3 separate regions of the Gossypium hirsutum genome follow, and all the other regions are linked to region 1. A link is a contact called in public Hi-C data. All regions are on one chromosome and are shown on one strand. The core of a region is the stretch at or near the end of the contact, and the rest is flanking DNA. Distances in the headings are between cores, read along the strand shown. Region 1 has its middle 34 kb from the start of LOC121229078. Region 2 has its middle 11 kb from the start of LOC107904393. Region 3 holds the start of LOC107957239 (transcription factor GAMYB).

Region 1 (2,528 bases), core at 12-2,511:
AAGAATGGTTTTGACAATCATATAGAAATAGAAACACACATATTCAGTTGCCCAGATTCAATATCAGATTAACTTGTATTCCATTACTACATACTATCTCAATTCTATTTATCACATCACATTAGTGCATGAAAAAAAATTAGTTTTAATCCTATAATTGAAAATACACACACGAGTTTAAGTTGAAACAGAGTCCTAAATACATTTACAAAGGCCTCAACGAACGTTGGTTTACTCAGGAACTAAAATGAGTCAATTTACCAAACAGAACATGTAATTGGCCCATTTCGCCCGGGATTGTTAGAGAAAAATCAAAAATAAAAATAAACAAAAACAAAAATAAATTAAGATAAAAACCAATAAAAGTCCATCATCAATGTCCTTTTACAAAATTTCAGGCTCAAATAAAGAACCTATACTAGCCAAATACAATTCTAACCCAAAGTCATAAACCCATATCCTAAACCTAGCCCAAATACAGAACCCAAAAGGGGAATCTCAACAGCCGAGAGCACTAGAAGCTTCTGGAACGTGCCAGAATAGTACCAAGGGGTCCGGCTCCCATGAACGATTTCCCCGCACGGCCTCTTTCACGCACACCTTTCCTCACTCCTCCGTACGGCTGTTCCTGCAAAGAACACACGAGAAGAAAGAGATAACCAAATTCACAGCAAATGCCAGCAACGAAAATGTAATTTTATTTTTTTTACTTTATTCTGTAAATCCGGCTATAAAAAGCCGTTGAATGTACTCTAAGAGGATTTACGCACTCACACTATTCGCATACTAATTAAATAGAGAGAAATCAATCAAGATTCAGAGGTGATTGCCTATTTAAGCTTTGTGTTTTTTTACTTTTGCATTCAGTTTATTTTCATGGTTGCATCTAATTCTGTCAAAAAGAAACAAAGGTGAACAGAAACCTTACAGTGCGAGCAGGCCATGGATTTCTTCTCCTTTCTTCTCTGAAATCGAAGTTGAGGAGGGATTTCGGGCTGAGATTTCTCCGGGCTCGACGAGCACCATCCGGTGAAGATGAATAGGTGATTAGGAAGGGGGAATCTAACGGTGCCATCCATCAATTGTGATGTTGAAAGCGTCGGCTGAATGGGAGCAAATCCTTAGGGTTTGTTTCCCCTCTTCAATTTGCTCTGTCGAAATAAGCTTTTAGAAGCTGTTTTCTTCTTTTAATTGGCACCATGAGACGACGATGTTTAAGGCATGGATTTGTAGCCTTGAAACGGCACCGTTTAGGCTTGCCCGACCCAATCCGGTTCCTTTACCCCTTGGATCCGCGTGTTTCTGCGGAGGAGGATAATTGCGCAATTGATCCTTCTTTTTTCGCGCTACCACTCAATTACATGTTATTTTCTTATTTCTTTTTTTAATTTGGCTTGGCAATTTGAGTGCATTTGCAATTGGATCCGTGCTTCAGCAGAATGTTTTTGGAGATCTGGATTATTTCCAGCTTTAGCCCATACACATTTGCACGCATTGCGCGAGGGTCCTCGTTTTAATTTCAAAAGCTTATTTCACTTGTAAATTATCCTCTTAATTTTATTCTTGCTTCGATTGAGTTTTCTTTTAGCTTAAGTTTTATTCTTTATTTTTTTCCAAAGAAATCCATTTGTAATATATCCTCATGCATGTTTTAACTTGTTTAATTTTTACCATATATGTATGTAAAGATATTTTATATTTTTTTTAAGTCTGCATGATTTTAAATCTAACATTATGGTACATAATTCATATTAAATTACCTTTATACTCCCATACGTGTTATTGATTTCACATTATTTTATGTAAAAATTTTCAATGAATGTATAGTTTCCGTTATGTAAAAATTTTCAATGAATGTATAGTTTCCATTAAGTTTACTTATGTGTACACCATGTTTTTTTAAGAACCATATTTAAGAGTATATATTCTAGTTATATCATATACTTCTACATATCATTATCTTATGTATGTATTATTTACATGTACCATTAATCCAAATCAATTTGTTACATATAAAATTATGTTATATGTCATTTGTTTCAAAATTCCCTTATAAATATAGTTTTATAAATATACATCACTAGATTTAGGTATTTTATAAATGTAGTTTTTTTATCTTTTGCGTACATGATTATATTTTTAAAATTTGTTACGTGTATAATTTATATATTTATTTAATTTTTCATACATTATTAATTTCATGCTATAATTATTCCCAAATCTATTTATATATACATGTTTTATGAATTTATTATATACATTATATCTTATTATGTGTTTTATTATTCTTTTATGTTTTATATATTATTTAAGCAATCATGCATATTGTCAATTCTTAAATAAATTTGTGTTTAAAATATTTTACATATTATTTGATTCAAATGTTTTATTTCAATAATTATATTACTAGTTTTTATGTAAATCAATCTACTCATATAGTATGTATATTATGTGTTCGTTAATTCGTAATTATTATAAAATTGTCTTATACTACATCTTTTGCTAATTTCCGCTTTATTTTGTACATA
Region 2 (2,528 bases), core at 14-2,513, 420 kb before region 1:
TTGAAGCTTATTTTGAATTTACTTGGAGAGGAAGCATTAATTCAAAATTTAAAGGGGGGATTTTTGTGTGGATAATTTCTTTATTTTAAATGTTGATTTATCTTTTCAAGTTACTTGGAGAAGCCGTCGTAGTTGTTACTTTTTGCTCTGTAATTTTGCATTCTTTTTTTTTAGGTATTGCTTGGAGAGTAAACTTAAACGAGTTTGGGCTATAATTATCATTGTTGTAAGCGTAAATTAAACTTTAGCTAATAGGTGATCCGGACAATAGTTAAATAAAATCATTAGCGAGGTTCTATAGGGTAGGATTGACGAATTCGAATTGCGTTACCAAATATTGTGTGTTGATTTTTCCCTTAGCCTTGCTTTCCTCTTATAATATGTTCGTTAAACTACCAGCACACCAAAGCTTTTTTTAAGTCTTTGCCTAGGATTTTCGCTTTGGTGTCTAATAAGGTGGGAAAAGTTTGTGAGTTAGGAAGATAGGAGAATGGAAGCTAGAAGTAGGGCATTTGTTTGTGAAGAACTCCCTATGATTGGGAATTGAATCAGTGGGAAGCCTTGAAGCTCTAGTTGGAAGGGTTCAATTTTGGGTCCATGCAAGCTGATTGCATCAGGTGCTACGATTCATCAATAGGAATTTATTCGTCTAAAGATTATTGCAGGTTGGTGTGTTCAAAGGGGATGGTATCTTGTACTGCTTGGAGGAAGCTGTGGATTGGTCTTACCCCTCTTAAGATTGAATTCTTTTCCCTACAAAAGTGGAATTTGCTAAATGTGTGGTTGTTTCTGATGCAATGATCATTTTTAGTTTATGCCATCTTGCTCTTAAGTCGGTTGTCCATCTCTGCCTTAATTGTGAGATCTCGTGGTGAATTTTGCTGAGATAGGTGGCCCTTTGGAATGTCAATTGGGCCTGCCCCTGTAACGCTCGGTTGTTCCCTGATGCTTGAGTCCAAGCTGGTAGGTTGAGCAGATGGGCTAAGGCATGGGAGGTGGCATTTTTTAACGATCTCTTGGTTTATCTGTCTTTTTTTTGGAATGAATTTGTTTCCAAGGGGAGGGTCGTTGATATTAACTATTTATTCGACCTTACTTTGATGAGAATAGTATGGTGGAGTAACGCAAAATGGCCTAAAGCTACTCTTTCCTTGAATGATTTCCTTTTATGCCATAAATTTCGTAGGATGCTCAAGTCGACAAGGCGGTCTCTATCTTCCCTTCGGATGTCGTCCGCTCCACGGACTTTGAAATTTAGTGTTGACCCGGTTAGAATTAACCCTGGACCAGCTGGTCTTCAGGGATTTTATCCGATCATAATGGTACTACCCTTTTTACTTTCTCTATTGTGATTGGTGTTTGTGACCCCTTGATTTCTGAGTTACAAGCTGTTAAAGGAAGCTTTGGATATCTTCGTTGCTTGTAACGGGCTAGCGGTGCTAGATTGATTATTGAGAATGATTATTAAAGGTTAAATTCTACTACTTTTTGCAAAAATTAATGGATTATCCTAAAACCATACTTTTCGAATTTTAAAATTTCAATCTTGATGCAAATGATCATTATTAATCATTTAATTGGATTTTTCATGAGTAATGAAAAAATAATATGCTAATATGACATAACACATGATAATATATTTGATGCATCAGATTTTGAAAATAACAAAACTTAATGAATTTAATAATTACCATTCGGTGAGGACTGAAACTGAAATTTTACCGGGAAATCATTTACATTAAGAGGAGGGCTTATGGGAGTGCAGATAAATTGGCAAAAGCTGCCATTCTTAAAGGAGGCCCTGGTGGGATCTCATTTGCTTCCTGGTGATTTGGGGGCTGGTCGTGGCCACCTGCTACATGGGTTTGGCTCTTGGTCTTTATTTATGATAATATGTTGTACCTTTAGGGACAAAACTACACATTTAATTTCAAAAGGAAATTAAAAAAAAAAGAAAAAAAAGAAAAGGCGCACAACTACACATTTAGGGACAAAGCTTACCAGTTGAATTAATTTCATAGTAAAAAAGTAAATACATGAAGGGGGAAAGAAAAACTCTTACAAGAGGGAAGCAACCGTTACCGGCATATGAAACAATGGCTGCCTCTGGAAGATGCATTGACTTCAACCTTATACCTCAATTGAAACCAGAAACAGATTCCAGAAGCTAGTTTGTATATGCAAAACTTTCACACTAGCTGCTACGGGATTGTTAGAATGGGGCTGATGATGTTCTACGAAGCTGATATTTTGGCTCGGGAGGAGGTGCGGACGGCAGCAGCTTCTCTAGCTCCTGAGAATATAAAATCCCAGAACCAAGAATGAAAACAAATCGTATGCAGTAGTGATGAATGAAACTTGTAAAAATTTTCATGTATGAAACCATGAATGAAAACTACATGCAGAAGCAAATGCAGTTGTAATATGTGCGGTATCATTTTCAGGCTGAATTGAATCAGAGAAAATATTTAAGGAGTTAAGATTTGAGGGCTGGAAACACAAAAACAAGGAAACCAATGCCGTCTCCA
Region 3 (2,528 bases), core at 18-2,517, 320 kb before region 1:
CACCTTAAAAAAATATCATTACATATTAACTAACTTATTTTAAGTTAAAATATGAGTTTTCTTTTTTTAAATTTATTATTTTATCTCCTTGTATGTTTTTTATTTATTTATTACATTTAAATAGTTATTGATGTTTACTTTTGCATTCAAATATTTAATATATTTGAAAACAATTCTGATATAAAAATTTAAAATTAAAACTTGAAATTACAATATTTTTCTCATAAATCATTTTAATATCTTAGCATACAAATAAGCCAAGTTTCCAGAAAGGGCTTTGATCAAGAAAATTAGACAAAGAGTCTATTTATGATATTAATCCTTATACTCTTTTCACATTTATAATTTTAACCCAAGAGTTTAATACAACTATTGTTTTTTATTTGATAATTAAAGGTCTAATTGATAATATAATTAAATATGAGATTTTAAAAAAAAATTAATTTGCTCAATAGCCAATATTATACATATAAAAAAATAAATAAGCAAAATATGGATTATAAAGTTTTCATTTTTAAATATGAGATTTTAAGTTTCTTTAATATTGTTTTAAAGAAATAGAGTGAAAGTCGATACTTTATTTTATCTATATGGTTTTTATGTAATTTTAAATCGACTCTCGAGCAATTTTTTTTAAAATTTTAATTAGTTCATTTATTTTGCGAAAGTTGTAGATTTAATTATTATACTCTAGTTTAATCAATTTTAATCTTTATATTTTTTGAATTTGGTCAATTTTAATGTTAACCTAAACAACATCAGTTAAATTCAATTACTAGTCATGTACTATGCATATAGTTGTAGATTTAACCCATATTTAACAATTGGATCATTTTAAGTCCGTGTACTTTTTTGAATTTTAAAATTTTAGTCTTGATGTGAATGGCATTTGTTAATTCATTAACTAGATTTTTGGTGAATAATACGTGAAACTAACAAGCTGATATGACATTACCCATATGCTAATATGTTTGCCACATTAGATTTTAGAAATAGCAAAAATTAACTTAATGATTTAGTAGTTATTGTTTGGTGAGGATTGAAATTTTAAAATTTGAAAAGTAAAAAAATTAAAATATATGGATTAGATTCATAACTTTCATAAAGTACAGGGATAAATTGTAAAATTTAACCAAGAAAAATACAATATCTTTTACTTAGAAAATATATATTATTTTATTTAAATGAATAAATTGATAGAATGAAATTCATTAAAAAAAACAATTAAACAAACTATAATAATAAAAATAATTCTCCCATTCTTTTCTTTCTTTCCATCTTTTGCTCCTTCATTTCCTCTCTTTTTTACATTTCTTTCTCTCTCTTTCCTTTCTTTATTTTTTTCTTTTTTTTCCTTTCTATTTTCTCTCTCCCCAAACACAAAACCTCAAAATTACAAAAAGAAAAGGCTTTCTTTTTTGTAATCTCTCCTTTGTCAGATCTCTCGATGTTTTGCTCTTTCTATTCTCGGATCCTTTTCCTTATAGCTCAAAAATTGAGGTTAGAAATATATATATATATTTCATCTAGGATTTGCTCTTTTATAATTAATGGTTGTAGATCTAGGAATTTATATCCTTTAATTTTTCTTTGTGTTGAATTTCAGGTTTTCCATTTTCGCTTTTGTCTCAGCTCTCACTTCAATCAGGAATCATTATTGAGCTCAAAATTTTATTTTTGGCAGTTTTCCCCCAAATTTTGCATCTTGTTAAGGCAGGTATTTGAGTTCTAAATTTTCTTAGATTTTTTTATAAAAAATTGTTTTGCTTCTTTAATGAATGAGCAACTTTGTATTTATGTAATTTAAATTTAGCATTTTTTTTAATATAGTAGTTGATAGTGCAATACTGCAGTTTATAATTTATTAATGATAGATTTTTGGAGTAATTTATTAGAGAATCATAGTGCAATAAATGAAATTTGGAATTTACTTTTATCTGAATTTATTAATGTCTTCATTTCTGGAAACGGGTCTCTTTTAATTTTTGAAAATGATATGTTATCTGCTTTCCAGTTTAGGTAAAAGGGTTTAATTTAACTTTCAAAGATTGGTATGATTTTGCCATTTTTTTTCAATATAATCGGAATTTGATGCTCGCTTTGGTTTGCGTCTAGGTTTGCTGAATTTTATATTCTGTGGATAGTTTTGTTTTCCATTAACTGTTTTTAGTCTTTCTGTACGTGATGAAATTTTCTGTTGTTTCTCAATTCCCCATCTCTAGAGTTGTGCCGATATTTCCCAAGGAGTTTTGATTCCTTTTATGGTTTTAATACGTTTATGTATGCTATCACGATTCTTATGTAGCATTTCAATAAAGGACTGTCATGGTTGATCCACTTATAGCTTGTCGCGATGTATAAAGAGTGAGCATGTATTTTAAAACAAAAATAATGAACCTGTTGGAGTTGGAGTGCAAGTATGGAAAAGTGAGCGGAAAAAAGGCATGGTCTTTATTTCTTCTTCCTTTTTTGTTGTTTATATATGTATTTTAATTTTGCGTGTATTCTATATATTTTTTTTTCAGGTT

The links. A called contact is a pair of places that touch in the nucleus more often than the background predicts.
Region 2: a contact with region 1 is called in a Hi-C map of leaf, with 3 times the contacts expected there. The contact joins two enhancer-like sites. A contact is called at or near these places in 6 of 34 Hi-C or Micro-C datasets (hypocotyl, leaf, petal and 1 more).
Region 3: a contact with region 1 is called in a Hi-C map of leaf, with 2.6 times the contacts expected there. The contact joins the promoter of LOC107957239 here to the enhancer-like site in region 1. A contact is called at or near these places in 7 of 34 Hi-C or Micro-C datasets (anther, hypocotyl, leaf and 1 more).

What each region holds. Positions count from the first base shown.
Region 1 is chrA05:34,853,739-34,856,266 of Gossypium_hirsutum_v2.1, reverse strand. No RefSeq gene overlaps it. Among protein-coding and RNA genes, the nearest start is that of LOC121229078, 34 kb to the left of the region's middle. Within about 2 kb of position 1,261, at least 9 of the 9 cell types and tissues checked have an H3K27ac peak or open chromatin away from gene starts, as enhancers often do. A contact at or near this core is called in hypocotyl and leaf, where this site is marked.
Region 2 is chrA05:35,271,281-35,273,808 of Gossypium_hirsutum_v2.1, reverse strand. It overlaps the pseudogene LOC121229081. Among protein-coding and RNA genes, the nearest start is that of LOC107904393, 11 kb to the left of the region's middle. Within about 2 kb of position 1,263, at least 8 of the 9 cell types and tissues checked have an H3K27ac peak or open chromatin away from gene starts, as enhancers often do. A contact at or near this core is called in hypocotyl and leaf, where this site is marked.
Region 3 is chrA05:35,168,957-35,171,484 of Gossypium_hirsutum_v2.1, reverse strand. It overlaps LOC107957239 (transcription factor GAMYB), which reads left to right and starts at 1,267. Exons shown (of 5, transcript XM_016892710.2): 1 at 1,267-1,500; 2 at 1,607-1,713; 3 at 2,526-2,528.